Regions from separate parts of the Mus musculus genome. Here regions 1, 2 and 3 are each linked to region 4. The links are chromatin contacts, called in public HiChIP or PLAC-seq and promoter capture Hi-C maps. All regions are on one chromosome and are shown on one strand. Each heading gives the region's core, a stretch centred on a gene start, on an enhancer-like site or on the middle of the called end of the contact. The rest is flanking DNA. Distances are from core to core; before and after follow the strand shown.

What was found. Promoter capture Hi-C pulls out the DNA fragments that hold promoters and counts their contacts. HiChIP or PLAC-seq counts read pairs in DNA pulled down with a chosen protein or histone mark.
Region 1: a contact with region 4 is called in a promoter capture Hi-C map of pre-B cells. The contact joins the promoter of Zfp760 here to the promoter of Zfp677 in region 4.
Region 2: an H3K4me3 HiChIP or PLAC-seq map of bone marrow-derived macrophages shows a contact between it and region 4, with 4 times the contacts expected there. The contact joins the promoter of Zfp983 here to the promoter of Zfp677 in region 4. A contact is called at or near these places in 2 of 39 promoter capture datasets (hematopoietic stem and progenitor cells and pre-B cells), 1 of 15 datasets of contacts at CTCF or cohesin (the NIH/3T3 cell line), 2 of 115 datasets of contacts at active chromatin or transcription factors (bone marrow-derived macrophages and memory CD8 T cells) and 3 of 9 other capture datasets (adipose tissue, liver and pancreatic islet).
Region 3: a promoter capture Hi-C map of pre-B cells shows a contact between it and region 4. The contact joins the promoter of Zfp229 here to the promoter of Zfp677 in region 4.

What each region holds. Positions count from the first base shown.
Region 1 is chr17:21,703,753-21,709,524 of GRCm38.p6, reverse strand. Zfp760 (zinc finger protein 760) reads right to left here and starts at 1,784. Exons shown (of 6, transcript NM_001008501.2): 1 at 1,632-1,784; 2 at 803-914; 3 at 229-320.
Region 2 is chr17:21,646,473-21,652,367 of GRCm38.p6, reverse strand. It overlaps Zfp983 (zinc finger protein 983), which reads right to left and starts at 1,757. Exons shown (of 7, transcript NM_001357098.1): 1 at 1,496-1,757; 2 at 423-565; 3 at 23-101.
Region 3 is chr17:21,731,720-21,736,990 of GRCm38.p6, reverse strand. Zfp229 (zinc finger protein 229) reads right to left here and starts at 3,267. Exons shown (of 6, transcript NM_001164676.1): 1 at 3,033-3,267; 2 at 870-933.
Region 4 is chr17:21,381,934-21,387,473 of GRCm38.p6, reverse strand. It overlaps Zfp677 (zinc finger protein 677), which reads right to left and starts at 3,726. Exons shown (of 4, transcript NM_172486.2): 1 at 3,454-3,726.

The sequences.
Region 1 (5,772 bases), core at 535-3,034, 320 kb before region 4:
GGGATAGCATCATTCACAATCAAAATCCAATCAAATTGTAATTGTTCCTAGTATTTATTCTTACATAGAGAATCTTCTAAAGTTTACAAAGGATAATCCTGAGGACATTATTCTCAGTGGAAGTCTCCAGAATAATCTCTACAACAGAATGTGGCAAAACTGACTTCATGTCCCATTTCCACTGTCACTTAAACTCCTTCCCACCCCTTTGTCAATCCTCCAACATACCTGGATCCTTTGCTACTGATGCCTCTCTCTCCACCTTCCAGGGCACTTTGTCCTGCTCGACGATAAGCAGGTGTAGCTGAAAAGTGCAAGCCCTGCATATGAGAGATTCTTCAGTAAGTACCAGGATTTCTAACACAGTACTATGCTCAGCAGAAATACAGAAAAGGGAACAGAGGGTTCTACAAATGATCCCCCAACTGTTACATAGGGTCAGCATGCTGAAAATATTCAGGGAGCATTTTGAGTTTCCATAACTTGAATCCTACTTCTAATCATAGCTCAATCAAAACTCAAGGGAAAAAAATGAATCTGTATTACTGGAGTGATATTATAAACTACTGAGTATCTAGTTTCATCATGGAACAAAAACGAAAGAAGCCTTACACATCCCAAAATAACAAACATGAAGAACAGATGAAATTTCATGAAAACTTTGTCTTTTTCTCTGAGGCTTTCACTTTCTTCTGTGAGATGTGAGGCTCATCTCATTCACACACAGCTCACACACATGCAGAGTAATTTCCCCAGGAACCCCGAGGAGCAAGGAAAAGTGCAAGAGACTATTGTTACTCACAGAAACAGGACTGCTGCAATTCTGCAATATTCAATCTCAGTACAAAACCCTATGAGTGAGGTCCAGGCATTTCCTCTTCTTCCTGAGAGAAGTTCACCGCATGTCAACAACCCTGAAATTACAAAGCAACAGTTTGCCCTTTGTCCATTGTCAGAGTGTTTCTTGCATCAGAAAAGATACTTTCTAACTTTGTCCCATTACATACTGTTTTCTAATGTAAACAGTGTGGCCTGTTATCCTCACTCTCAACATGCATACTGTACTTCTCTGGACTCCTGAGGTGTGCCTTAAAACCTCAGCATAAGAACACATATTTGTTATATTCACATCAGCGTGTATGCATCTCAAATGCAAAATGAGTGATGAGTAAAACCTTTATTTAAGAATTGTTAAAATTTACAAACATAACTGTGTAGCTTAGCAAAAAAAAAAAAAAAAAAAAATCCACAAACTGATCAAAATCTGCAGTTACTCCTTATGGGGCTGGTAGTTAACAAGCTCTCTGGGACCTTAAAGTCTCCATGTCAAATTCCTCTCTCTTGAATACGAAACGGGTAGACCAAGGGCGTTAGAAAATGCCAACAGTTTTAGTTTTTGCATAACAGCAAAAAGAATAGTGTTTTCAATGGTCAAAACATAAACTCAATTAGTCTAAGGGATACAGTCTTGAGAATATTCTGGAAACCACGGATAAATGGTAAAATCAGCATGTGTCCCATTTCATATGTTCTCAAACTTATCTTCAAGGGTATTACCCTTCACCAGAATTGTGAAAACGGTATCCTTATGAGCAGCAGAAAACTGAACATGCCCCTGGTCCAGTTCCTACCTGTTTACTACAGCTCTTCTGACCTGGGAGATGCTAGGATCGCCGGGCTGCGGTTCCCGCCACTGTGGTGCGGACCGGCGAGTCTCCCAGACCGTTCTACGAGGCTCCAGTGGCTGCAGGAAGTTTTCACATCTACTTGAAACTCTGGCCAGTGTCGGCCGTCCAGCCCTTAAACAAAGATTTCCTCTCAGAGAATGGAGGGTTTTCCGGCCCCTCCCTCCTGCGGCCACTGGAGCCGCCTTTGGGTCCGCCTATTATAGATAGGTTCCGGTTACGTAGGTTCTCTGACCCAGCCCACTGGTTCAAATCCCTTGTCCAATTGAGTTTTCCAGGCCTTCCATGCGGGCTTTAGTTTTCTCTTCGCTCTATTTTTCTAGACCAGTTTTCCCGCCCCGTGGAGACCGGTCCCTCCCACTCCGTCTCAGGCTGCCTTCCACACAGCTCCAGACGCCAGGCTGCTCTGCACATTCTCTGCGCAGCCTCACCATGAGCACTGCCATCCTTGACCAGAACTGGATCTAGTAGGACACTGCACCCCAGAACCTGCCCCACACTCTTGATTCGGAACCTTTCAGATGCAAGATAGTCTCGACTTGACTAGCAGCCTGTGGGCTACATACATCAAACAATAGCAGGTTAAATTCAGAGGCCAGAGTCCGATCCCCAACGGACACACACAAAATGGCAAGCCAAAACCTGAAACTCAAAACTCAGATCCAATTGGCACTGTCTCCCAAGTGCTGGGATTAAAGTTCTATACCACCATGTCCAGATATTTATGTTTATATTATTTATACTGGTGTGATTTGTAAGTATAGACCGGATAAATGCTCTGGCACATTATTTAGAAGGGTATTTTTTTCTTTAGTATGAATTTTCTGAAGTGTTGTTAGAGTTGAGCACCGAGTAAGATTTGTGACATTCTTTACAGATGTAAGGTCTCTTTAATCTGAACTCTCTGATGTCTTCTAAGACTTGTATGCTAGATAAAGGGTATATCACAATCATTGCTTTATTACGTTTTTTTCTCCAGTATGAATTTTCTGATGTGCTCGAAGAGTTGAACCCTTTGCAAAATATCTGTCACACACCTTACATCTGTGAGGTCTCTCTCCAGTATGAACTCTCTGATGTCGTCTAAGATGTGAGTCCTGGATAAAGGATTTGTCACATACCTCACATTTGTAAGGCTTCTCACCAGTAGGGATTCTGGAAAGTGTTTTAAGATGTGATAACTCAAGAAAGTACTTACCACATTCTTTGTGTTTGCATAATTTCTCTAGAGAATGAGTTTCCTGATGCCTTCTATATGAGGCATAGTGAATAAAGGATTTGTCACACTCTTTACAGTTATAAGGCTTCTCTCCTGTATGCAATTTCTGATGGCTTTTAAGTGCTGACAACTGAGGAAATGACTTTCCACATGCATTGCATTTGTAAAGCTTCTCCCCAGTATGACTTCTTTGATGTGTTTTAAGGCTTGAGCACTGGTTAAAGGATTTGTCACATACATCACATTTATAAGGCTTTTCACCAGTATGGATTCTGTAATGCCTTTTAAGATGAGATAATTCAATACAGGATTTACTACATTCTTTGCATTTGTATAATTTCTCTAGAGAATGAGTTTTCTAGTTCTACCAGAAGATCCAGCAATACCACTCCTGAGCATATACCCAGATGATGCTCCTACATGTAATAAGAACACATGTTCCACTATGTTCATAGCAGCCTTATTTATAGTAGGCTGAAGCTGTAAAGAACTCAGATGTCCTTCAAGAGAGGAATGGATACAGAAAATGTGGTACATTTACACAATGGAGTACTACACAGCTATAAAACAATGAATTTATTATATTCTTAAACAAATGGATGGATCTGGAGGATATCATCATGAGTGAGGTAACCCAATCACAAAAGAACACACATTATATGCATTCACTGCTAAATGGATATTAGCCCAAAATCTCAGAATCCTTCTTAGAAGGGGGAACAAAATACCCATGGAAGGAGTTAAAGAGACAAAATTCAGAGCAGAGACTAAAGGGACAACCATCCAGAGACTACCCCACTTGGAGATGCATCCTGTACTGGCTAGTTTTGTGTCAACTTGACACATCTGGAGTTATCACAGAGAAAGGAGCTTCAGTTGAGGAGATGCCTCTATGAGATCCAACTGTAAGGCATTTTCTCAATTAGTGATCAAGGGGGAAAGGCCCCTTGTGGGTGGGACCATCTCTGGGCTGGTAGTGTTGGGTTCTATAAGAGAGCAGACTGAGCAAGCCAGGGGAGGCAAGCCAGTAAAGAACATCCCTCCATGGGCTTCTGCATCAGCTCCTGCTTTCTGACCTGCTTGAGTTCCAGTCCTGACTTCCTTTGGTGATGAACATCAGTATGGAAGTGTAAGCCGAATAAACCCTTTCCTCCCCAACTTGCTTCTTTGTCATGATGTTTGTGCAGGAATAGAAACCCTGACTAAGACACATCCCATAAACAACCACCAAACCGGGACATAATGGCAGATGCCAACAAGAGCTTGCTGATAAGAGCGTGATATAGCTGTCTCCTGAGAGTCTCTGCCAGTGCCTGGCAAATACAGAAGTGGATGCTCACAATCATCCATTGGACAGAGCGCCAGTTCTCCAGTGAAGGAGCTAGAGAAAGTACCCAAGGAGCTGAATGGGTTTGAAGCCCCATAGGAGGAACATCAATATGAAGTAACCAGTACCCCCGAGCTCCTTGGAACTAAACCACCAATCAAAGAAAACACATGGTGAACTTCCTAGTCGGTCATCAATGGGAGGAGAGGCCCTAGGTCCTGTGAAGGTTCTATGCCCCAGTATAGGGGAATGCCAGGTCCAGGAATGGAAGTGTGTGAGTTGTGGAGCAGGGGGATGGGGGAGGGGATAGGGGATTTTCGGAGGGGGAACTAAGAAAGGGGATAAAATTTGAAATGTAAATAAAGAAAATATCTAATAAAAAATAAAACAAATATAGTATTTATGGTGTGCATATGTGCTCTCTGTGGGTATGTGTGTGTGTATATACACATGAACACAGGGAGATATATGCTTTAATATATTCTTAGGTTCACATATGTCGTTTAGTGTATATACAAATATGTACTTGAAATAGGCACATAGTGTAAAAATAGAATTACTGAAACTTTTCAAATGATTTTTATCTTTTAGGCAAAAGCTCATGCACTGGAAAAATGTAAAAACTTTTGTACATTATGTGCTATAGTTTTGAGCATGACTCTAAATATGCATCTAGCAGTCAATGGAGTTGCACCTGTGCTATCATCCACATCTCACATGTTATAATTGTGAGTTATAATTAAAATATCCATAAGTAATGTTTTGTGGCCAAAACCTAGAAAAAAATACAGATGAATTACGGGTATGAAAGAGTGAAAATTTAGCTAGTAAATCATGCTATATCAAAATAAGAAACAAAACTATATGTTTTAATTATTCCTTTTTGTTTCCTTGCAGATAAAACTTCCAATCATCTATTGATGTTCGGTAATGTTTAGGACATCAAGATAAAAGTGACTATGTTCTATGCCTATGTTCTACAATCAAAACTCTCTGCTGCCTCCCCACCACTAGTATTTTGACTTATTCTTAAATGCACACTCCCAACATGCTTATAAAGGTGATGGCAACTGTCCTTTCATCCATCCTTAAATTTGGTTTCTCATTACATCTGTGGCAAATTCCTCGTTCTTGTAAAATTCTCATAAGACTGAAGAGAAAAAACACACAGCCAGCAAAGTAGGTACAGAAACAGATAGATGAAGCCTCCCAGGCAATGGGAATCTGAAATAACCACAATTTGCTGTAATGGGTCAAATAACTTCTTCCTGCAGAAGATTCTTTTCACAGCTTAAAGAACACCTAAGTGAAAAGTTTCACTTACTCAAAACTTTCACTAAACTATTGAAATTAGATGCATGATAATTTTCACAAAGGCCTTGCATGTGTCTGTCTGGGGTTTGAATTCTGAAAGAATAGGTGTATAAATATATCCCAAAGAAGTGTACTTGTGCAGAGATTTTTGTGATAGTTCTTCTTAAAGATGGTGGAAGGAGTATGTCTTGAGAGATCTCTTAGTGAATAAAATAAAGAATTGTATG
Region 2 (5,895 bases), core at 508-3,007, 270 kb before region 4:
TTTCACCAATCCTCCAACATACCTGGATCCTTAGGTACTGTCTCCTCCCTCTCCACCTTCTAGGTTTCCACAGATAAGCAGGTCTGGGTGATCAGTGAACCCTGCACATGAGAAAAAGAGTATTTAGCAAGCACCTTCATTTCTGGCACAGCACTGTGCTCAGGAGATAAAAAGAAAATTCTACGGCGATCCCCCAATTCTCATGCAGTGTCAGAATACTGAAAATATTTAGGAAGCATTTTCAGTTAGTGTAACTTGAACCTCACTTTCAGTCACAGCTCAGTCAAGTCTCAGGGGCACAAATGGAACTGAATGACTGGGATGAGAATATGATACACTAGAGAGGTTCTGAATTTATTATGGACTAAAAAAGGATGGAAGCTTTACACTGTCAAAGATCTCACAATTGCAGAATAACTTGCCTCTTCCTGAGGAGGAACAAGGGAGGCTGGAAGCAAACTGTTCTCACCCACACAAACCAGAGTGCTGAAATTCTGCAACAAGGCCTTCCCAGAAGGGTCCTGACACTGCCTGTTCTTCTGGAAGTCCACAGTCACACCAGTGGCTGAGAAATGACCACAAAATACAAAACAGCAGTTTAAGTCCTTGTCCTGGTGCACACCTTTAGTCCCAAATGTAGGGATTAAAGGCGTGTGCCAATACCACCTGGTTTATAATGCGCAAACTGTGAAAATACTGTGACCTATACCCTCAAATAGCCTACTGTGCCTTTCCAGGTTCTAGGAACTCAGCACAAAAACACGATTTTCTTTTCTTTCTTTCTTTCTTTCTGTCCTTTTGTTTTTTGTTGTTGTTGAGACAGGAGCTCATCATGTAGCTCTGGCTATCCTGACCTCACCAAGCAGACCAGGCTGGTCTCCAACTCTTTGATCTGCCTGCCTCTGTCCTCCCTCCCCCATGCTGGGATTAAAGATGCATGCCAACAAGCCTGGTGCATTTATAGCAGAATATTGCATTTACATCAGGGAGTGCATGTCTCCGAAGGAAAGGTAATGGTGGGTATAGAGTTTACTTTTAAATGTTAATGGTTAAAACCATATCTATGAAACTCGCAAAAAAATATGCTTTTGGATTCAATTACATTTGCAGCCACTCCTTTCATGACTGCTGTCTAAAAGCTCTCAGCAGATGCCAAGTCACCAAGTATGTTCACGGGTATAACAAGGGAGTTAGCATGGATGAATGTAAATTCCAAGAGCTTTGTCCTTTTCACCTAAATAAAGAGAACTGTTTTGCAAGCATCAAAAGATAAATTCAAATATTCTCCTAGACCACTCTACTATGAATATTTTGGCAATCAGGTGAACAATAAAAAACAAATCAGGATTACTTCAGTTCATATGACCTAAAATTGTGTTGACAAGGGAAGAAACCCACAGCAAAACTTCAGAGCTTGCTTCCTTAGGAACAGCAGAGAAACTGATCACAGCCTGGTCCCCTCCCTCCCCTTTCCCAGCCCCTCAGCTTCTCTGACCTGGGAGGATCCAGGGCGGTAGGGAGGCGGGTCCAGCTGCTGCACTGCAGACTTCCCCACCATTCCCCGCGCGGCGCCCACGTCAGCCCCGAGTTTTACCTTCCCCGAAGTCCACCCTGTGTTCTGACCCCAGGTCTGCACCACATGATTCCCCACGGTGCAGGCCTGCTTGCTCTGCACCTGAACAGGTCATTGACACTCAGGCTTTGGCTCTCAGTACAACTACCCAGGCCTCATCAGCCGGTTCCCAGCTTCCGTTTACGTCACCCCCTAACTCCTCCCACTCTGAACACTTTTCTACATCACACACCCGCCTCAACAGGCCACATCCTCACACCCTCTGTTTCCGGGTAAGTGGCCCCGCCTTACGGAGATAGCTCCCTCCCATTCTGTGTCAAGCTGCCTTCCACACAGCTCCAGATGTCAGGCTGAACAGTCTCCCCTCATGCTTGCTGCCAGCCTAGACCAGAAGTGAGAAGTGGACCTGCTAGGAGGCTGTGCACCCAATGTTTGACACACACAGTGAGTTTTGAACCCTTTATATCCAAGATAGCCTGACACCTGGACTTGACAACCAGCCTCTGGGCTACATAGTTCATACCAAACAGCAACAGGCTCTCCCATCCCAACACACAAACATGAGAAGCCAAAATACTGAAATTCTGACTTAGGGAGAGACATTTAAAGAACTTAAGTCAGAGATCTGGTAGCTTTTGCTACCAGCCCAAGGCAGAATTCACCCCGCAGTGTACTGCTTTCACCACAAGAAGGCAGACTTGCCAGTTCACTAACTCAGAAAGACATTAGCCTTCTATGACTCATACTTAAAGTCCTTTGAGAGAAAATATAGAATTTCTTCCTTCTGTCGTTCCTTCCTTCCTTCTTTCCTTCCTTTTTTAATAGAGTGATGGGTGCAGAGACTCTTGACTATCCTGATAGAGAAAATAAGTAAAACTTAAGCCGTCAGCTACACCATCAATCTCTACCTCTGGGGACACCACCAAGGAAGAAGAGGTGGTTAGGAAATAAGAAGGGAAAAAGGAGGGGAAAGGCTAAGACACGACACAGCATTCTCCAGACCATACAACTATTGTAATCAGTAACCAACAGCAGCTGTCTTTATGTGCACTGGCCTCACACAAGACCACAGTCAGTGTAGGTTAGGGAATGGCACACACAACCTCTCAGATGTTGACTATGGATAGATTCATAGATTCTAGAAGAGTGATGTGCCTTTAGCATATCAGGGTCCAGCACACATCAGGCTCCAAACCCACAGTCTCACAAATGGCTCTGGTTCATCTCAGTGGATCACAAGCAATATGAATAGATATGGACACAGTAGAGTGACTGTTGGAATTGTGAACCAGGATAGTGGAGAGGTAGGAGATGAGAGTGGGCAGTATTTGATGTGAGCGCACAAATGCACACACACATTCTGTGTGTATATACATGTATATGTGAGTGTAAAATAGTTAATAATAGAAAGATTGGGAGGATTCATTCATTCATTCATTCAGGACAGGATTTTGCCATGTAAACCTGTTTTTAAAGGCAACAGTTTAAATGATTACATCAGTCTGTAATTTATTGCTTGGTAGCATCAGTATCTTATGGGATTTTTGTTTTTGTTGACTTTGTTGTTGTTTTGCAAGATAAGTTGGCCTTGAATTCACTGAGATGAACCTACTCTGGCTCTAGCATGCTAAGGTTACAGACATGTGCCACCATGCTGGACTCATTATCTGCTTTAGAAAGAGCTAATATCAAGAGTCAGGAGTTGTCATTAGTCTCCCTGTGGGAGCCCCACATTTTATGGAGACTTTGGTGACTCACTGTAACTATTGGCTACAGGAGGCATGCAGCCAGCTCTTAGAGTGATTGATGGACTAACTGCACAGCAGAGGCATTTAGCCTTGCACCTCCAACCCCCGAACCCCTGACTAGGCAAACATCAGTCCCCAGCTTAAAAAGCTATGGTTCAGAGGCAGTGTCTAGGAAAGGGCTGGCGTTCAAGCCTATGATTTGTAGCCCATGGTCTCTGCTGCCTGGCCCGCTGTCAGCTCTGGGGGGCACAGCTCTTTCTTTCTTAGCCTGAGATATGAAACCCTGGAATCACGCTCAGCAAAACAGCATGCATTCTAACCTGTACTCGGAACCCTGACCACATAGCTAGGGGAAAACCCAACATTGGCAAGGAATCATTTCTCTTTCGTTCCTAGCTGCCATCATGGCTTTTATCTTAAAGGGATAACATGCCTTTTATCTGCAAAACTGAAATAATTTAGATTAAAGGAAGTTTGTGTCACATGTTGGTTTTCCAAATGTTGTAGTAAATATTAATTGGGAGTTTCTACCTTGCCTTAGATCATTTACTTCCCAAATAAAAAACACAAAACCTTTATATTTATAATAAGCTTTAAAGCATTAGAGCTGAGCAGATATCAACCCTCTAAGGAATTTTGTTTATTTTCTGTCAATACCTCCGTGATATAATTTGCCACCTTTCTCCTTGGCTACTCTTATCCAATTGGTCCGTCCTCGTGACCACTGTCTCATTATTCATCTAACCCAAGGCATCTTCTTTTCTCTTTACCTCTCTGCTCATGGTCTCTGCCTCAGATTACAAGCCTGGGAACTGAAACCTGACTACCTCCCTTCTACCCAACTACAGGCTGTTGACATCTTTATTCAAATAATAGTTTTAAATTAAGGAGCAAGTTTACATAACATTATTTGGTGTGTGTATTTCTTAGTCCCTGGGAGCAATAAGACCTTGGGGCAAGTATTTAGCACTACAACCCATAGCAACAGAATAAACCTCACGATCAAAGAATTATTCAAAAATTCATAAGAAGTATTGCTTTTTTATGTCAAGAATTATTAAATGTTGAGCTGCTTTATTGTTGGTTCTTTGAAGTTCTGATAGAATCCTGTCATTGTGGTCTTGGGATTGTTTTCAGGGTTGCATTGTATAGTTGCTCGAGTGACACTGCTACCTGTAGTCTATTTTATATTATTTATTTCATGTTGTTTACAATTGGTATTTTATATGCACCTGGATACTCATTTATTTCAATTAGAGCTTACAATTTAATATAACAGAAGTCTTTAATGTCAGCAAACATAACATCTGCTTCTTAACTCACTCCTATGAAGTAGTTTGTGCCTTTACCTTGGGTACTGTCAAGACATTACAAGCTGAATATGGTGATGCTCTCCTATAATCCTAGCACTCAGACCTAGCCAAGCAGGTCTCTGTGAGTTTAGATCCAGCCTTATCTACAGAGTAAGTTCCAGGTCTGCCAAGGTTACAGAGTGAAATCCTGTCTCTGAAAACAAACAATCAAACAAACAAAGACATCAGAAAAGTAATGTATAATAGGGCAAGGCCATGCAAGCCCTCAATCCCAGAACTCAGGAGGTAAAAGTAAGGGGAACTCTGTGTTCAAGGCCAGTCTGGTATACATAGAGAATCTACATCAGCTGGCAATACACAGAGAGACCTTCCTCAAAATAAAGAAAATTCCTTTCTGAGGAATAGTTTTTATGATACCTGAATCAGCCTGCAAGCTTCCTGTTAAGATGTAGGTAAAATATTAAGGCCTAGATGGAATATTAAGGCCTAGAAAAATGTTAAGGCCTAGGTAGCACTTATCTGGATAGCTGTTATTATAAGGAAACTTTCGCATATGTTTCCGCTGTTACTAGGAAATTTCCTAATGCCAAGATTGATTACATGTTCTGTTATATTCTGTGCCCTTGGAAACCAATCACAATAGAAGTCAGTAGAACTGTTTTGTATAATTACCCACAGTAGGATTGGACAAGAGCCAACCACCCAACAGCACTACCTGCACCTGTGTATAAGCCTGTACGGTAATAAGCTGCCCCTGAGATGGACCTCTACATAAGAGAGATGCCTACACCAATATAAGAAACTATTTGGAATAAGACTTCCATTTTAAGTAGTGATCCAGTAAAGTTCAAGTTTCCAAGACCTCCCACCTGGCAGAAGGAGACCTGTACTTGGGTAACTGACATTCTGGGTGGAAAGTTAAGACATGAATGTTAGACAAGTCCCATCCTGGTAGACAAGTGAAGAAATAAATATTAGACAAGGCAAGTCCCCTGCCACACTTGAATACCCCAACCAATGAAAGTAGAATAAATGTAAAAAAAGACATGTTCCTAAGGAAATCCCTGTACCCCTAGATCCTGATTGGGGAAATAACTCGGAACAGATTATTGTGGACTTGGGGGCTTAAAAACCCTGTAGGATCTTAATTCAATGTCATGATTCATGTCCCAAATCTGGACCATGGCTCGTGTCGACCTGTCCTGGGATAGCTAGCTCAATAAACAATTCCTGTCTGGCTGAGATCAGTGTTTATGTGATT
Region 3 (5,271 bases), core at 2,018-4,517, 350 kb before region 4:
AAATTCCTATCAAAATCTTCTTGGCATTTTTGTAGGAATAGAGATAGTGATATCAAATTGGGGGAAACAAAGAATAGCTCAAACATCTTCAAAGGAAGATCAAACCCAGAGGAAATTCGAAAATCTGTTAAAACTGTAGCAATAAGTCCAGTGAGTGTACAGGAGGTATCATCAGGAGGACAATGAACATGAAGCTTAATACTTTAGAGACATACTAGGCAATTCTTATCAAAATTCTGCTGGCATTATTTTAGGAAATGGAGAAATTAACTCTAAAAGATGTAGAATCTGAAGGAACTACAGAAAACTCCGAAATTCAGAGAACAGAGAAAAACAGAGAGGCATCAATTTTCCTAATTTTTTTTTAAAGATTTATTTATTTATTATATGTAAGTACACTGTAGCTGTCTTCAGACACTCCAGAAGAGGGCGTCAGATCTTGTTACAGATGGTTGTGAGCCACCATGTGGTTGCTGGGATTTGAACTCCGGACCTTTGGAAGAGCAGTCGGGTGCTCTTACCCACTGAGCCATCTCACCAGCCCCTTCCTAATTTTATAATATGTTAAAATTATAGTAATGAAAACTATTTAATATTGGTCTCAAGACATGATCAATGATATGAATTCAAGATGGATACCATCTACCTCATGCACAGTCAAATAAAATTACATTTGCTTCTTACTATTAATTCTTAGATAGAAAGTCTTTCAGCACCTACAATAGGATAATCTCAAGAAAGCTATTCTCAGTGGAAGTCTCCAGAATCATTCCTAGTGAAACAGAATGTGGCAAAAATGAGTTTCACGTCCTGTTTCTACTGTCACTTAAGCCTCTCACCAATCCCTGCCTCAATTTCCCCCAACATACCTGGATCCTTTGTCTTCTCTCTCTTCACCATCCAGCACTCGCTGTTCCACTTCATCAGTGAGTCCTGGATATGAGAAAGAGATTTATCAATAAGTACCAGGATCCAGGATTTCTTTCTTTTCTTTTCTTTTTTTGGATTTTCGAGACAGGGTTTCTCTGTGCAGCCCTGACTGTCCTGTAACTCACTCTGTAGACCAGGCTGGCCTCGAACTCAGAAACCCGCCTGCCTCTGCCTCCCGAGTGCTGGGATTAAAGGTGTGTGCCACCACCGCCTGGCTAAGTACCAGGATTTCTAACACAGTACTATGCTCAATTAGATAAAGAGAAAACTAAATAGAGAATTTTACAAATGATTCCGCATTTGTCATGTGGTGTTAGAATACTGAAAAGATTCAGGGAGCTTTTCCAGTTTGTATAACTTGAATCCCACTTCTTATCACAGCTCAGCCAAAACTAAAGGGCAGGGAAGATTGTTTCATAGCTGTTGCTTGTTTAGAGGACCAAGGACCAGCACGCTCACCGTGGCTCACAACCATCTGTAATTCCAATCCCACGGTATCTGACCCCTTCTTCTGGCCTCTGTAGCACAAGGCATGAAAGTGGTGTAGACATACATGTAAGCAAAAACACACAAGCAAATACAAAATGTTTTAAAATTAAAAACCCCTCAAGAGCAGAAATGAAACTTCATGATTGGGATGACAATATTTTAAACTATTGAGTCTCTGAATTTACCATGGGGCAGAAATGAAAGAAACCCAACACTTCCCCAAATGAGAAACATGGGGAGTAAAGAACACTTCATAACAATGTCCTTTCCTGCTTTGAGAATCTCTCCCTGTAATGAGCTGTGGTGTGAAGTTCAGCCACACTGAGCTCACACACGTGCGGCCCCTTCCTTTGAGAAGGAAATTGAGGATGAGAAAATAATAGATCCAGAAAACTCTTCTCACACACAGTAACCAAAGGCTGTGCTTCTATTGTAATCATTCTAGAATAAGCACTCTGAGACACCACTGCCAGTGAAAGAATAGATGTCACAGATGGACCAAAGGTGGGAGAGCTCTGAAAGGCCTGGTCTCCAGGCCAGTTCCTATATGCATTTTATAGTCTATAAGCACAAGGTGGGGCCAGAAGGAAAGTAAGCAGGACTTCCCTGAAGCATCAAGGCAGTTAGCTTGGAGGTTTTTCAAATGCAGGTTACAGCTGACAGATGTAAGCTTTGCGGGTAAGGTAGGTAAGGGCAAGACTTTTGTTTCCGCCACCTCTCCAGGTCATTCTGTTCCAAGTAGCAAGATGAAGTTGCAGAACACTACAGCAGTGCTTTAAGTAAATCATTCAATAAATCAGTAATTCAGTATCAAATAAATGGTCTTTTCTACCTTATCCCACTTTAATTCTAACATGAAGTCTCTATGCAAAAAGCCCCGTGAAGAGAGTGTAGGCATTCCCTCTTTTCCTGGGACAAGTCCACAGCCACATCACTGGAGATCAACAAATCCTGAAATAAAAAGCAACACTTTGGCCACCTGCCCTTGAGTAAAGTGCAGGTTATGAACCAAGGGCACATTGAATTGGAGACTGTTTTCTGAAGTAAGTAAGCAGCCACAGTTATGCAAAGGTCCTTTCTACTGTGGTGCTTTGTCACTGAACATACTGTAGGGTCTGATATCTTCACACTCAGCATGCATAAGGTGACTTTCTGGACTCTAAGATGTAACATTAAGACCCTCACCTGGAATACAAGATTTTGAGTACTGTATTTACATCATAGAATGTGTGCATCTCAGATGTCAAGTTAGTGATAAAATTCTACAGAGTAAATATTAATGATTACAACTATAACTGTGGAGTTTGTGAAAATATATTTGTGATTCTTCTGTCGATCCTTATGTGACTAATATCTAACAAGTTTTTTAGGTTGACAATCCACCAGCTCTAAATGCTACTCTCTTGAAAAGCTTGGATAATTTAAAGTGTTTTGTTCTTTCCGAACTAACAAAGAGAATTGTGAGATTTTTAAGAGAATATGTTGAAAACCTTACAAGAAAAAAAAAAGTCAGGAATTGTCCAGTTCTTAGGAGCTCATGAGAGCAGAGTCCTAATGAGTAGCCCAGAAACCGATCACACCCTACTCCGCTCCAGCCCCGCAGCGCCTCTGACCTGGGAGGTTCCAGGGCCGCCGGGCTGCGGTTTCCGCCGCCGCGCTGCTGACTCTACCAGGATGCCCCGCGCGGCACCTGCGGCTCTCGGGAGTTTTCACGTCTCCGCAAGACCCTGGGCAGTGTCCTTGGCCCAGATTCTGCACTAGGTGTCCCCGGAAATTTCTGAGGGAAAGGCGAGTTTTGCTGAGGCCCTCTCCCGCTTTTGGGAATATGTTGCCTACTCTGGTCCCACCCACTATTAAGTGTCCTCTCACCGTACCCAATCCCGCCCACCTACTTCCTGTTCCGTTTACTTTCCCAAGGGTCCCAGCTATGTTGTTCTGAAAACTGCAAGTATCCAACGCCCACTGGGCGGCAGACACCTTAAGAAATGTCAATTGCCATGGGAAAGGGTGAAAAGGGGGCAGTGTTCTCTAAGGACGGCAAATTAGAGGCAGACTACAAAACAGTTCTAGAGACTGTTCAATGGCGTGAAAGCCCAAAGAAAGGGTTCAAATATCTGAACGAAACTTAAAAATGACAGAACAAAATGACTGGAGATCAAGAAATCACAAGCAAAGGGTGGAGAGAAAAATGAGGACTAAATAGATGAATCCAATAAGGCCAGGTGTTAAGGAAAACTTAATATGAAGTAACGGGGAAAAAGGAAATTCACTGGGCAGTAGTGTTGCAAGCCTGTAAAATCTCAGCACTCAGAAGGCAGAGCCAGGCCTGAGTTCAAGGCCAGCCTGGCCTACAGAGTGAGTTCCAGCACAGCCAGGGCTACATAACGAGATCCAGTCTTGAAAAAAAAAAAAAAAAGTAGAAGCTCTCAGTAAACATAGGCTATATTTCTTGGTAATCTGTTCCTGGCATTTTTGACTTCCTTAATTTTCCTGGTAAACGTTGTGCATGTCCCTTTGCGTGTGTCTATGTGTGTATGTGTTGTTGTTGTTTCTTCAGAGCAATATGTCTTCAGTGTTTATGTCACAGGTCGCGTGGAGTATCAACATCCTGAATCTTTGATGCTTTGATCTTGGGATTCTTTGTTTAAAGGCTTTCTGACAGCACATTGGCAGGCATCAATTTCTTTACAGACATTGAAAGGAATTCGACCCTCCCACCCTTTACTTGACATCAGGCACATACTGCTTTGGGTAAAGACACTGTTCTTCATGGGAAAACCTTGTCATTCCCATTACTGACTGGGACAACAAAACCCTTTTGCTCTTTAAGCAGAACATAAACAAATACTTCCGTGGCCAAGTGCCTCTCGTAGAAACTACAAAGTTAAGTTCTTCAGCCACTTAAGTGGCTAAATTTTATGAACACAGCATCAACACACATAAAATAGGACTCTAATTACAATGCTGCCTACTTGTGTTGGACTGATCAAATCTAAAATAGAACAAACATACAATTTGTGTTAAAAAAAATCAAGTAAAATATTTGGGGGTTATATCCCCCAGGGAAAAAGATTCCCAAGGAAGCCATCCCACTGAGTTACCAATTTCACAAAATAAGCCAAGTAATTATCCTTTGCTTCTCACATGCTGAAATAATAAAATATGAGTGCTTCAAATTAGAGGCAAGATATTTTTCCATTTAGCTTCAATGTTATACTAAAAATACTGTTTTACTTATTAAAAACAAATATGTACAGTTTTTAAACTTTAAAAACTATAGCCCATGTATTTTAGTCAAAATATAGATCAACAAACTGAAGAGATATCATTAAAGAAAAACAACAAAAACCAGTAACCCTAGATTACATTACACATCATTCGTTTTGTTTTGTTTGTTTTGTTTTGTTGGTTTTTTGAGGCAGGGTTTCTCTGTCTAGCCCTGGCTATCCTGGAACTTACTCTGTAGACCAGGCTGGCCTCAAACTCAGAAATCCGCCTGCCTCTGCCTCCCAAGTGCTTGGATTAAAGGTGTGTGCCACCACACATCATTCTTGACCAAGACTGAAAACTTGGCAATTTCCTGAGTGAAAACTATCAAACACCTTCTAATCTCTAAAACTGATCGTTTATTTAATTCCAAGTGTTTATCCATAAATACATGTACCTCACAACACTAAATTGACTCACCAGGAATCACACACACACAGTTAAAAGAGGTGAAAATGATGTAAACACACAATACTCATTCATGAAATCCTCAAAATAAATGAAAAGTTAAATAGAAAAAGAAGACTTGTTTCTTGAGAAACAGCAAGGAAAAATCATTTTCAAGTATGTTTTCAACTTGACTGA
Region 4 (5,540 bases), core at 2,477-4,976:
TACATACCTTTGTGGCAACCAACAGTTTCCCACTTAGACTTAGGACCCCCTCAACAACAGGGAAACCATGCGTGGTACTGGGAAAACAGCCAGTTTCACTAGGGTTAGTGAAGTCAAGGATCTTGGTACAACCACTAGTTTACTCAATCACCATAATCTCTTACTATATTCTAAATATTTGTCCTCATTCCAACAGGTAAATGTAGTTGTTACTCCTCATCAAGGAAAGTTCATTTTGCAATCACGAAGATTATTACAGAAAACGCACTCTAGTCAAAATGCAGAGTTGAGTATGCTCAGTCCCGACTGATACATAAACAACACAACTCTTGCACTAAGGCTCAGGGATCACTGAGAAAGAGGGGCAGAGATACTGTAAGAGCCAGAGGAATAGGAGTTTTGTTGTGACATTGTGTCTCCTAGAAATTTCCAAAAAGCTACATGCATGAAATCTTACAAACATGGCTGCCTAAACAGGAACTGAATAAGGATATGCTAACATGGAAGGGAGCTAGCTCATTAATCTTCAAGCCTAACACTAAGGCTTGAATTTGAACACAAAAGGATTCTGAGAGGTGGAGAAATAGTCTTCCTCAGAGAATAGTACACTGTATGATTATACCAAGAGTTCAACACTGAACACATACAAAGTATGGATCTCAATACTCCACAACTACAATTCTAGAGTGCAAAGGATATATAGTTATTCATGCAAGAAAACATTCATATATATGCATATGTAATATGTAAATATAAATAAAAACTCTAAATATTAAATAAAATTAGGAAAGAGAAAGAAATTAATAGGTAGGTAGTTAGATAGATTGATTGATAGATAGAAAGAAACAAACAAACAAACAAAGTGTAATCCCTTGAATGAATTTTACTAGGCAAATGAAAGGTTTCTACAATGACAATATAATTGAATGAAGTGAAGAAAGTCAGTAAAATGAAAAATTGCTGAAGGAACTGAGGAAGATGTGAACTAGAACACAAATGTTTTACAAAAATTAAAGGGGCACATAATGTTGTGAAATATGTATTATTTCGGAAAGTCTTTGATATTGTCAGTTGAAACTGTGTAAAATCCAAAATTTCCATGGGAGTAGCAATAATTAAAAGTGTGAAGAGACACCATACACAGTAGGTATAGTTCTTTGCTACATATTTATAGTATAATGGATAAAAACACCTATCAAAAATTACAACTATGTATATTTATAGTATAATGAATAAAAACATCTATCAAAAAATTACAAAGGAAGCAAATTATAAAATAATCAATTAATAAGTAACTGAATTGAACACACTGTGCTCAACAGCAGTTGAAATGGCCAACAAAAACCTCTTCATAGTAGGGCATAGGATACTGTACAGAGATTCCAATTCTGCCTAGAAAGTGGCCACACTTAAGACCCTAAACAATAACAAATTCATTTATTTCAGTATATTTGAAATGTACATGGATATTTTTAAAGCAAATAATGTAAACAGAATACAGATCTAAATAAAGAAAATGACTGTAAAATATAAATTTTCTTCAATAATTTGATTTCATATCCAAAGATACAAGATACTATAAAAGAAGGTATTTCCTTTAAATGTATTGACTATAGACAGTAGTAAAATCTTACTTGGATATTTTATAGAAAGTAATCCTGAAAGTACCAAGGGGCAGCAAAGAGCTGGAAAACACTAAGAGGATCATACCTAGAGGTGATCTCACAGTATATTACAATCACAGCAATGCAAACCACTTGGAATTGTCATAAAAGACAATAGGAGGTATCCTTGGGAAGACAGGATAGACAGAATTTAACTGTCTGTAAGTATAGTTCCCGATTCTTATCAAAACTATTATTTTCAGGAATAGAGAAATTAACACTAAAAGTTAGAGAATGTGCTATAATACCAAAGCCCCCAATCACAAAACAATAAATACACCTAGAGGTATTAATTTTCATCATTTTATAATACATTAAAATCACTGAAGTGGAAACCATTTAATACTGATGAATGTAGACTGGATCAGTGATGTGCATGGAATAAGGACAGCATCACTCACATGCACAATCAAGTAAAAGTTTATTGCCTCCTAAGATCAGTTCTTCTGTAGAAAGTCTTCTCATCTTTACAATAGGATAATCCTGAGGAGATTTTTCTCAGTGGAAGTCTCCAAAATTATTTCTAGTGAAACAGAATGTGGCAAAACTGATTTTATGTCCCACTTCCACATTTACCGGAATCCCTTACCATCCCTTCACCAATCCTCCAACATACCTGGATCTTTAGCCACTGTCTCCTGTCTCTCTAATGTTCTAGGGCACTTGTTCTGCTACACAGGTGAGCAGATGTGGGTGATCAGTGAGCCATGTACATGAGAACGAGATTCATCAGAAAGCACATGGATTTCTACTACAGTACTGTGCTCAGTAGATAAAGAGAGGATTTTATAGTGATATAAATATTTAGAACTCATTTCCATTTAGCATAACTGGAAGCCCACATTCAATCACAACTCAGTTAAAACTGACGGGAAGAAATGGAACTCAATGATTGTGATGACAGCACTATACACTTGTGAGATTCTTAATATAGCATGAACCAAGCAAGACTTTGTCATGCAGGGATCACACAATGCACACTTGTTTTCCAGGACCCTGAAGATGAATAAGGGAGAGAGCAAGCAAAGTATTCTCACGTACAAAAACCAGATTGCTGTAATTCTGCAGTATCCAGTCTCTATATAAAAACCTTCTGACCTTTCAGAAGGCATTCCACCTTTTCCTGGAAGAAGTTCACAGTCACACCACTGTCAAGTATCAACAACAAAACAAAACAAAACAAAACAACAACCTACAGTTTGAACAGTTGTGTTAGTGCACACTTTTGGATTCTATTATATTTGCAGCCATTGCTTTTATGACTAGTATATAAACGCTCTCTAGGGATGCCAAGTCACCAAGTAAGTCCTTGGGTGTAACAGGAGAGTTAGGATGGATGAATGTAAATTTCAAGAGCTTTGTCCTTTTCACCTAAACAAAGTGAACTGCATTTGAAATATCAACAGATAAATTCAAATATTCTAGGTTATTTAATAAGAACATTTGGGAAGCTCCAGGTTCGATTGGCTGTCTTTTCCTGTGCTGCACTGCTGACTCTCCTAGGCTGCAGCCAGGAAACTGTGTCTCCTTTTGTTGTTGTTGTTGTTGTTGTTGTCACTGGGGCTCTGATCTTTAAAGAAGCTCTTCTAAACCCGCCCACTACAACCCCGGTTCTGGTCACGTGGCGCCCACAAACATAGGAAAGGACGGGGCTTTCTTTTCCTTAATTACTTTTGTAGACTCCACTCAACTTTTCTCTTTTCTCCCTCTTACTGGGCCAGGCAGTATCCCCGCCCCCCGGATAACCACCACCAAGACCCTAGTTTCCCAGCCCCGCAGCTCCTCTGACCTGGGAGGTTCCAGACCCGCCGGGCTACGGTTCCCCGGCTGAGCCACAGACTGCTGACTCCAGGATGTTCAAGGCATCTGCGGCATAGGGGAGTTTTTGGGTCCTCACAGGACCCCAACCTGTGTCTTCTATACTCAGCTCCGCACCATTCGATCTCACACGATGCAGACCTACAGCTCCTTCAGGTAATGGGCCCTCGCCATTTGGACTTAGCCTTTTCAGCTCAACTTGTCTGGCCTCACTCAGTGTACCATCTTTTTACTTCACACCTCTAACCACGCCCACTCTATACACTTCCGCAACCACCACCCAATGGACATCCACCTTCTATTTCCGGGTGAGCGGCCCCGCCCGTCCCCGTGGAAGACAGTCCCTCTCACCCCAGCCCTGGCTGTCTTTCCTTAAGGCATTTTTGCCTTAGGGAGGGTCATATCAGTATCTTAGATTTTGAAAAGATTGAGGGAAGTCAGTGGTCAGCCCTTTGCTACTAGTCCCGAGCTGAATTCATCCCGCGATGTACTGCTTTCTCCACTAGATGGTGGTCTTGTCAGTACTGATTCAGAAACAAGTTTGTCTTCTGTGACTCATGCTAAAGGTGCTGTGAGGTAAAACAGATTTCTGGTGGATCCAGAGATTTTCCTTGTCCCAGATGCAGAAAACAAGTAAGGTACATATAGCTCTAGTCCTAAAAAAAGACGTTAAACCAGCTCATCTATAGGTCTGGGAATACTGAGGAAGAAGAGGTGTTAAGAAATAAGGGAAAGAAAAGGAAAGACCATTCTCTAGACTCCATATGATTGTAACCAGTAACCAACAACTGTACTTACAAGTACTAGCTTCACACAAGGCCACAGTCAATCTAGGAAAACTAAAAGGCACACTTTTCCCCTCAGATATTGTCCAAGTGTTGCAGGATATTTGATCACACTGTGAATCTGGGATTGTGCTATCGTGTAGCTCTGCCCTTAACACACACTAATCCCTCTGGCTGGAATACAAACACACCCTTAGTACACCCCTTTAATCCCAAACAATGAAGGTAAAGTTAGTTTGTGGAAGGAAGCTCCCTTGTCTGAAAGTGATGTCTAATTGGTGGGTAGACATAGTGAGAAATCAGAGAAAGATCTGACAAAATAGGATATGCCCAACTCTCATGAGAAGAGGGAGGAAAGAGAAGATATGTAAGGGGCAGTAAGAGAGGAAGGAGGCAGTTTTTATCAGGAGAGTTTTACAGAGACAGGTTGAAGAGGGAACAAGCTACACACAGGTGAAGAAAGAACAAGCCAGAGAGTGAGAAAGAGCCAGAAGATCAGAACATATTCCCAAAATTAGTGTGAAGCCAAGTAGAGGCAATCAGTGGAGGCCAAGAAGGAGAGAAAGCTAGATTGAATCAGTGAGTTTGGAGAAGAGCTTGAGCCAGAACAGCTGAGAAGAACCAGCCAGCAAGAGATTAGAAAAAAACAAAAACAAAAACAAAAACTAAAAATGGTTGAGATTATTCAGCAGCAAGTCTCAGAAGCTGAATATATTCTAGGCCTAGCTTGGATTGTACAGAGGCTAGAAGCATCCAGGTCTAGGCCTACCTAGGTTAGTAGATGAAAGTAGTAAGTGTCGGAGACACCAATCACTTTGGTGAAGGAAAAATACATTCACAGGTATGTGTAGGCTCTAGGATTAGACTTGCTGCACATCAGGCTCCAGGACATAGCCCTTAAAAACACAGTCTCACAAATGGCTCTGGTTCATCTCAGTGAGTCCCAGGTAATATGACTAGAGATGAACACAACAGAGAATTTTTCGGATTGTGGACTAGAATAGCAGAGTGGCAGATGAGAGTGAGCAGCACTTCACACACACACACACACACACACACACACACACACACACACACACGAACACACACACACACACACACACACACACAGACACACACAGACACATGCACAAACACTGTGTGTTCGTGTTTGTGTGGGCATGTCTGCATGTGTGAAATAGCCAATAATTACAAACGTTAAATGACCACATCAGTCTGTAATTTCTTTTTAGTTGTATCATATATGGTTTTATATCAGATAAAACTGTCAAGA